Linked DNA regions of Anser cygnoides: region 1 is linked to region 2. Evidence: chromatin contacts called from public Hi-C data. All regions are on one chromosome and are shown on one strand. The core of a region is the stretch at or near the end of the contact, and the rest is flanking DNA. Distances in the headings are between cores, read along the strand shown. Region 1 holds the start of MEAK7 (MTOR associated protein, eak-7 homolog). Region 2 holds the start of MTHFSD (methenyltetrahydrofolate synthetase domain containing).

What was found. Hi-C and Micro-C count contacts between places; a contact is called where the count stands out from the background.
Region 1: a contact with region 2 is called in a Hi-C map of liver, with 2.1 times the contacts expected there. The contact joins the promoter of MEAK7 here to the promoter of MTHFSD in region 2. A contact is called at or near these places in 2 of 7 Hi-C or Micro-C datasets (granulosa cells and liver).

Annotation. Positions count from the first base shown.
Region 1 is chr12:3,773,718-3,777,710 of Taihu_goose_T2T_genome, reverse strand. It overlaps MEAK7 (MTOR associated protein, eak-7 homolog), which reads right to left and starts at 1,526. Exons shown (of 9, transcript XM_067004319.1): 1 at 1,418-1,526; 2 at 908-1,003.
Region 2 is chr12:3,108,856-3,113,118 of Taihu_goose_T2T_genome, reverse strand. MTHFSD (methenyltetrahydrofolate synthetase domain containing) reads left to right here and starts at 1,525. Exons shown (of 10, transcript XM_048075141.2): 1 at 1,525-1,622; 2 at 1,794-1,897; 3 at 3,256-3,369; 4 at 3,956-4,069. The coding sequence starts at 1,595.

The DNA of each region.
Region 1 (3,993 bases), core at 277-2,776, 660 kb before region 2:
AAGACCACCCTGTCTACCAATTCAAACGTCATTCAGGTCTTATCAAATGGAAAAACCAGTATGATTTAATGATTAAATCAGCTTGTACAAAGTGACCACGAGTCTGTCAGCTGGAATACATCAGTAACATGAAGGGAATAGCCTAATTATGGATTATTTATGACAGATTATGCTACATTTCTAATGCATTAACAGACTGAAGCTAGGTCTGCCAATAATATATGGCACTAAAACAGTATCACTCTGAAAATCACGTGTTTCTACAGACTCAATTCGGCAATCAGTCAAAAAGCTGCTAAGAAATACAGAGTAACCAAAACATTTAGGAGGAAGACTCAAGACCTAACACACAGCTTCATAGGAATTCAATAAATTGTTGGGGGCTGGTATCCAAAGAATTGTGGGGGTTTTTTTGTCTGTTTGGTTTTTTTAATACCTTTAACGTACACCTGTGGTTTCTCCCACTGCCTCAGGATTCACCTGCATTACTAATTTAACGCGGGTGTTTTTTAATGTGCTGTCAAGACCACATGCACCAGGTTTCTCCCTGGAGCAGCATGGCACAGACCTAACAGCGCCACAGGGACCTGAAATCCCAGGTTCCGTGACAGACACTGCTGCAAACGGCCTTCCCATCTCCCCAGACTTACACGCTTCTGGGGTGACAACCCCAAAACGGGGAGAAACTGTATAATCTGCCCTTTCGTGTTTTCCTTTCCACAAACTCCGCATTATTTCTGGCACGTCACTTTGGGTTCAGGATTACCACTTCCACACAAACCTTATTTTCTAGGCAAGGCCCTAAAACAGCCCTTCAGAAACATCAGAAGCTCTTTGTTTAGGCTAATCCAACGTGACATTGACTGATAAGCAGCTGTACCTCCGAGTCTGGGTTGGGCTTATTTACCTTAACTGAGTGTTACAGGCCCAAAAGCCTTGCTTCCTGCAAGGAAGATGTCGATCGCGGGATAAACGCCAAAAGGTTAATGGAAATGGCAGTAACCTGGAAGAAAAAGCCGTGAGGACATGGTCACTATCAGCAGGGAACTGAGGAGCAGGGCTCCATGCAGGGAGGGCACCGCTCTTGAGAAGGGGGAGACCCAAGGCGAGTAGTTCCTAGCAGGGAGCCAGGCACAAGCCTTGGCGATTTGCAATTTTCTAGCTTTATTATTTCCCCAAAGCCGAGCCCGTCCTTCCCCACCAGATCTGCAAACCCCCAGAAATGGCCCCCGTCCCACCTCGGGGGCAGAAACCGGAGGGAGCAGGAGGCGCCAGCCGCCAGCCCCCCTCTCCCCTTACCCGCAGGGCGCCCTAAGCCGCGGCCTCGCCGCGGGACCCCCCCCCAGACCCCTCTCCGCCCCCTCCAGGAGAAGCCCCCGGACCTTTACACCCCATCCCCCCCCCCCGCCCCCGGTACCCGACAACCGGCGCCCCCCGGCGCCTGCAGGCTGCCGGGCCGGAGCGGAGCGCGGCGGGGGAATGGCGCCGGGCGGCACCGCCCCTGAGGCGGTGGCGGGGCGGGACCGGGGATGCTCGTCCAGGGAGGCGGGCGGTGACAGAGACCGCTGTGGAAAGCCTGGGATGGCTGCGTGGGAGCCCCTGAGACTGGGGCCGGTGTGGGGAAAGGCTCTTCCCGCTGATCGGGGGCTCCCCCGGTTAAGGGGTTCACCCCGGTTAAGGGGCTCTCCCCACTGACCGGGAGCTCTCGGCTCACCTCAGCCGCACAGGCAGTTCGGCCCTAAAGTGCAGCCCAAAAACAATCATAGAATGGCCTGGGTTTGAAGGGACCTCAAAGATCACCCAGTTCCAATCCCCCTGCCATAGGCAGGGATGTCACCCACTAGATCAGGTTGCTCAGGGTCTCATCTAACCTGGTTGTGAACACATCCAGGGATGGGGCATCCACAACCTCTCTGGGCAACATGTTCCAGTGCCTCACCACCCTCTGAGTGAAAAATTTACTTCCAACCTCTAAATCTCCCCTCTTTTTTAAAAAAAAAACCATTCCCCCTCATACTGTCAATACCTGATTGAGCAAAGAGTAGTTCTCCATCTTTTTTATAAGTCTCTTTCAAGTACTGAAAGGTTGCAGTGAGGTCACCCCTGAGCCTTCTCTTCTGTAGGCTGAACAGGCCCAGCTCTCTCAGCCTTTCTTTGTAGGAGAGGTGCTCCGACCCACTCTAACAGCTCCACATCCTTGTGCTGTATGCAGTACTCCAAGTGGGGGCTCACCAGGGCTGAGTAGAGGGGGAAAGAGTGGTGAAAACTCAGAGGTTTGTGTGTTGTGACTGGGGAAGACTGACTGCCCAGGGCAGTGCTCCTCAGAGAAGGCGAAGGTGCCTTGTCAGGTCGTTTTCAGGGTATACAGTCAGGCGAATTGCCATGGCATTGGGGGGAAAATATAAAAAAATTCTCAGTGAATAGGTCAAACTCTTATCTCGTGGCTGCCAAAATCACACCAGGCTGGAAAGTAAAGGCCATACTGGGGCTGAGAAGAAAAGGCAGGTGGCAGGGATGGCACTTGGGCATCGGCCACCCTTCACTATGAGACAGGAATACTTGAGAAAAAAAAAAAATCTAAATGGTTGCAATACTGGTCCCCAAACTCACTTTTTTCAGATCAATAACTGTTTCTTTCCACCTCAGTTATGTTACTTCAGCAGCATTCCCCTTGTCCTTGCAGTCACTGGGTTTGGTTCCTGTAAGAAATACATTGAGGGCTTCACGTTCTCAATAGCGATGCCTCACCCACGGTTTGTCTAGCTGTAGTTTGTTTGCAGCCAGACCTCGACATAAAGCCTCCTTCCAGCCAAGGGGAAGATGTGCACATGCATCTTCCCCCAAATGTAGTGATGGTTGTGTTCCTGCAACCAGACTCTATGGGACAGGTTAGCAGCTTTGGCCTGTGGCTTGAAATGACAGTTTGATCCATGTCTTTTCAACAGTTCCTTTATAACATACCAAAGCAAGAAAATAATGTATAACATATAAAATATATAATAGTCATGGCAGAGTTCCCATTTTTTTTATTCTTTTGTACCAAGTAAAAATTATGATAACATTAACTTCCCCAAATACTCAGTTTTCTTAAATTTTTGTGGTATGCAAAGCTTTATAAAAACATGTAGTGTATTCTTGTTGCCAGTTCGGAGTTAAAAACGCATTGAGCAGCATTCCAAGGTGGTCATGGATGAATAAATACCTACTGATTCTGGTTTGCCTTGGTCGTCACTAGAGCCACATAAGGTAACCAGGTTGTGTCAGCGGGATCAAGACATAGCAAGTCAAACCTGAGGAAATGAATAGGAAGTTCATGTAATGTGAGCACAAATTCAGCAGTTAATCGAAACTGCTTGAAGCTTATTTGTCCACACGGTGGCGAAATATGTCAAGAAAGTTAACTGTGTAGCTTACATTGGGTGCTTCAGATGCGTTGAAAATGTGATTCTCAGGTTTATTGGCATATATGTGGGAGTAAAAATTCTTATAATAAATTATTTTAATCTCTTTCCCACGAACTCTGTAAACACAATATGTACCACGAGGACAAAATTCCATTCCTGGTAAAGCTCCTTCCCTGGACTACATAAGCACTTACTAGAAAGTCTGCTGCAATTGTTTGGTTTCTATCAGAATTAATGAATTTCCGACTGATGCCTAAGGAGAAAGGGTAAACATACAGAATAAATAAAAGCAAAATTTTCGAATTCAAGTTAGTTTTTTCTTCTTTTCTTTGACACTTCAGAAGTCTTTTTTTTTTTTTTTTTTTTTTTTCCTAAAGGTTGCATTTCATATTGTATCTCTGTCTTTATGATATATTTTCTTGACTGGAAATACAGGGCTAGAGATTCTAGTCTAACTGACCTTATGCTAAGTCTATTTGTCAGCGTCTCTATGATCTTCACAAACGCATGGTAATTTCATGACCTCTCTTGTCTAACTATTGAGCTCTGAACCAGTCAAAGCTACTGAAGGATATCTGGCCTTCCTCAG
Region 2 (4,263 bases), core at 276-2,775:
CGGCAGCGCAAATCATGAGGCTGACTTACAGAGAGGCCGTAAATTGCTCACCAAAGGCCCAATCCCGAACTCCCCGCTGAGATATCAAAGTCGCTGGGAGTTTTCCGTGAGTAGGAAGTGGAGGAATGAGCTTCAAACATTTAGGCCCAGCTCCACATGGGTGGTCTATTATGCCTGGACGGATTCCCACTGGCTCCAGCAGCACTCGGAGGTAGTGAAAAGGCTCTTCCTAAGCGCACCCCATTGCGGAACCAGGGCTCCGAGTTCTTTCTCCAAATGCTGACGAGGGGTTTCGGTGGGAAGGTGAAGCCCCAGGCTCACCACAGCGTTTAGCCCAAGTCCACGGTATCGGTTTGAGCTTGAAAAACAAATTGTTGGAGGGGGAAAGACTCCCGGGCCCAGTGGAGCCGTGGCCTTTGCTTTGCGCTGTGAAAAAAACAGCTCGGCAACCAACAGCAGCCCCAGAAAGAAAATGCACTTGCATCTGCCCAGCGAAACATCTGCAACTATTCAGAGAAGAGCATCCTAATTTGTTCCGCTTTTTGGGCTGGCAAAGCAACAGTCAGCTCCGGCCGTGGACGTGTATCGGCAGCACCCGAGCCAAGCAGATCAGAAACCGAACCCCAAAGCCATGTCCCATTCTTCCCTGAGAGGCTTTAAGACAAAGCCATGGCTCGTCGCTCCCACAGCCCTCCTGTCCCGCTCTGCTTTTCTCGGGGTGCTTGGGGAATGCATCCGTCCCATAAATAATAAATCGGGCAAATAAATCGTTTGCCATCCCATTATATGTGGGTGAGAAGCGTGCTTCGCAGATGCTGGCGGACCTGGAATCGCACGTAAAGGCTGGGTAGTGCTTTATGTATGACTGGATGACTTTAAATGGAAAAATAACTGATTAAATAGTTGATTTGGGAGTTTGTTTTATGAGAAGTGTGCTTTTTTCCAGGTAAAACATACGACTGAAAGGAAGGCTATGGGATCCTGGGGGGCTGTGCTGCGCCCTGTTTCTGTACATAAGCTCTCCCTGATTTCTGCTGTGAACCTTAAGTCAAAACGCGGCCCCTCGGGGGCTGGCAAAGCACGGGGACATGGCCGGGATTTTGGGGCATGACTCGGGGAAAGGCCCATGGGTTGGGCTTGGGGTTTTCCTCACAGCGTGTGGCACTGCAGAACAGGCTATGGCGGGAGAGGGGGCTTCTCTTTGGGGCGTTCATTCCTATTCCTATTCCTATTCCTATTCCTATTCCTATTCCTATTCCTATTCCTATTCCTATTCCTATTCCTATTCCTATTCCTATTCCTATTCCTATTCCTATTCCTATTCCTATTCCTATTCCTATTCCTATTCCTATTCCTATTCCTATTCCTATTCCTATTCCTATTCCTATTCCTATTCCTATTCCTATTCCTATTCCTATTCCTATTCCTATTCCTATTCCTATTCCTATTCCTATTCCTATTCCTATTCCCCCCCCCCCCATTTCCCCTTCGCCCTCGCACCTTTTTGTCCCCTCCGCCCCGCCGTAGCCTCCCGGAGCGGTGGGCGGAGCCAAGCCGGGGCCGGAAGCCCCACCCCTGGGCGGCTCTCGCCGCCATGCAGGGGGGCGCGGGGCCGCGCGCGGGTGAGCGGCGGGGGCGGGGCGCGGGGGCGCGACGTCACGGTGGGGGGCGTGACGTCACGCGGGGCGTTACGTCACGGCCGGGGGGGGCGCGAGGGTGACCGTTGGGGGCGGCGGTTGGGCTGAGGGGATTTAGGGGGGGCTGTAGCTGAGCGCTGCCCCCCGTTCCCTCAGGGACATCTAAGGGCGGCGTCCGGGAGCTGGTGTGGGGCTACCTGGAGAGCAGCGGCCTGGCGGAGAGACCCCGGCCCGTGCACGGCCGCATCCCCAACTTCAAGGTACGGGGGGGAGGGTGAGGAGGTGGGGGTGGTGGAGGTTCTGGGGGTGATGGTGACGGAGGTGGGGGTGGTGGTGGAGGAGGAGGTGGTCCTGGGCGTGGTGGTGGGAGCGATGGAGGTAGTGGTGATGGTAGTGAAGGCAAGGATGGAGGCGGCGGAGGTGGAGCTGGCGGTTGAGGTGGTGGTGGAAGTGGTGGTGGTGGTGGAGGAGGCGATGGAGGTGGTGATCGTGGTGGCGGCGGCGGCAGAGAGCTGAGATCGTCACCCCGTGCACCTCCGGTGCGCTGCGGGTCAGCAAATGCAAAGCTCTGCCGTGCCTGGGGTGTGCCCCTGTGAGGAAAGGCCGGGGGTGTGCAGCTTGCAGAAGGGAAGCATCCGGGGAAACCTCGCTGCAGCCTTTCAATGCTAAAAGGGATAAAGAAAAGGATGGAAGGGGGGCTCTGCTTGGGCAGGTAGTGATAGGATGAGGGGGAATGGTCTTAAACTAAAAGAGAAGAGATTCAGACTAGGCATTAGGAGGAAGTTCTGCGCTGTAAGGGTGGTGAGGCGCTGGCACAGGTTGCCCGGAGGATGTGGCTGCCCCATCCCTGGAGGTGCCCAAGGCCAGGCTGGATGGGGCCTTGGCCAGCCTGATCCAGTGGGTGGTGTCCCCGCCCATGGCAGGGGGTGGGAACTGGATGATCTTTGAGGTCCCTTCCCACCCGAGCCGTTCTGTGATCTCCCACAGATAGGCCGTGGCAGGTGTGTGCTGCATTTTGTTTGTGTTTCACCAGGTTTTCGCACCTCACTCTAAGAACTTAATTTCTTGAGCTCCATATAGGCTTTGCAAAGGGAGACTTGTCCCGAAAGTGGTTCATCCAAAACCAGCCTCTGTGTCCTTTGTTTAAAGGAACCTGTTTGTGTTCATTGTCTAAACAGGGAAATTGCCCTCCGACTTTGAGTCAGGAGTGAATGGAGTCAACTTAGGCAAAGTGAGTGTACCCAGGTCCCCTTTTTTTCTGTGGCCTGCAAGATGTTAGTGGAGCCTTCAGCCACTGTTGGTATGTGTTTCCTTCCCATAGAGAAGGTCACAAAATTAGCAGTGTGTCCCTCTTGTTTAAAATCATGGGAAGTTAGCGTCTCTACAGGATGAAAGAGTAAAAATTTCTCCTCTCTGCTTTGAACTCCTTGGTGATGCATGGTTATTTTATGAAAACAGGGTGCCTCTCATGCTGCGACAAGGCTTCTGGCTTTACAGGAGTTCAAAGCCGCCAATACTGTAAAAATAAATCCCGATGTTCCCCAGAAGAATGCTCGCTTTCTAACACTAGAAGTAAGTGAATGCATTCCCTTCTCTCCTGATTCCTTTCTTCACACAGGGGTCCCACCAGGCTTGCTGCTCTATTAAAGAGCTCGATGCGTTCAGCAGAGCAGGTGTGATCAAAGTGGATCCTGATAAACCTCTGGAAGGTGTTCGGCTAGCCGCGCTGCAGGTAACTGAGTGCCTTGCACCCCTGAGGAGGAGAGTGGGACAATGGTGCAGTGCTTGGCAGCACCTTGTGGCCAACTCCTGCTATTTTTCCTGCAGGAGTTTTACCAGTCCTGAGCTTCCCAGGGCTGCTCATGTCAGCGTATCATTGCCTTTTGGGCAAACTACAGAGGTTCACATAGAGTTCTGGTAAAGTAGTACACTTCTGTGGAACAACAGCTGTTTCCATGGTTTTGTGGTCTAATTCCCAGAAACACGTCAGGTAGCCTTGCCTCAGATTGCCATACATTTATCACAGGGTGTATGTCAGACCCATAAATGTTTGTTCGCTTATTATGAGTACCTCATTTGTGCACGCATACTTTAGACCAACAGGCATGTTTTGCCCTGTATTTTTTAAATAGTTCCTTGTCTGAAGCTGTACCGTAGTGGAGAGGATTCCTCTACAACCACTACACAGTCACCGATGCTAACGACGCATAGCAAATAAGATGGTTGGCCATATGGAGATCTATGGGACAGTAAAAATGTTTCTTCTCTGTAAAACGAGCCCGCCTCATTTTAATGTGGTGACTCCTTTTGTTTCACAGGCAAGGAAGACTTTGTTGGTTCCCACCCCGCGGCTGAGAAGTGGCCTGTTCAATAGGATTGTGCCACCCTCAGGTGCCACCAAGGAGATCCTGCGGATATGTGCTACTTCTCAAGTAGGGACACAAAACGGGCAAAGTCTGAATTAACATGTGGAGGAGAGTTGTGTTATGATAGTCTAACTTAAAGTTGGAATACCAGATGCTACGTGACAGCTTGTTCTGTTAGTGTGTCGCTCCTGGTTTTGTGTACACATCCACCAGGAATACTCTTTTGGCAGCGCTGAAGTCATGATGCAATTTATTTTTTT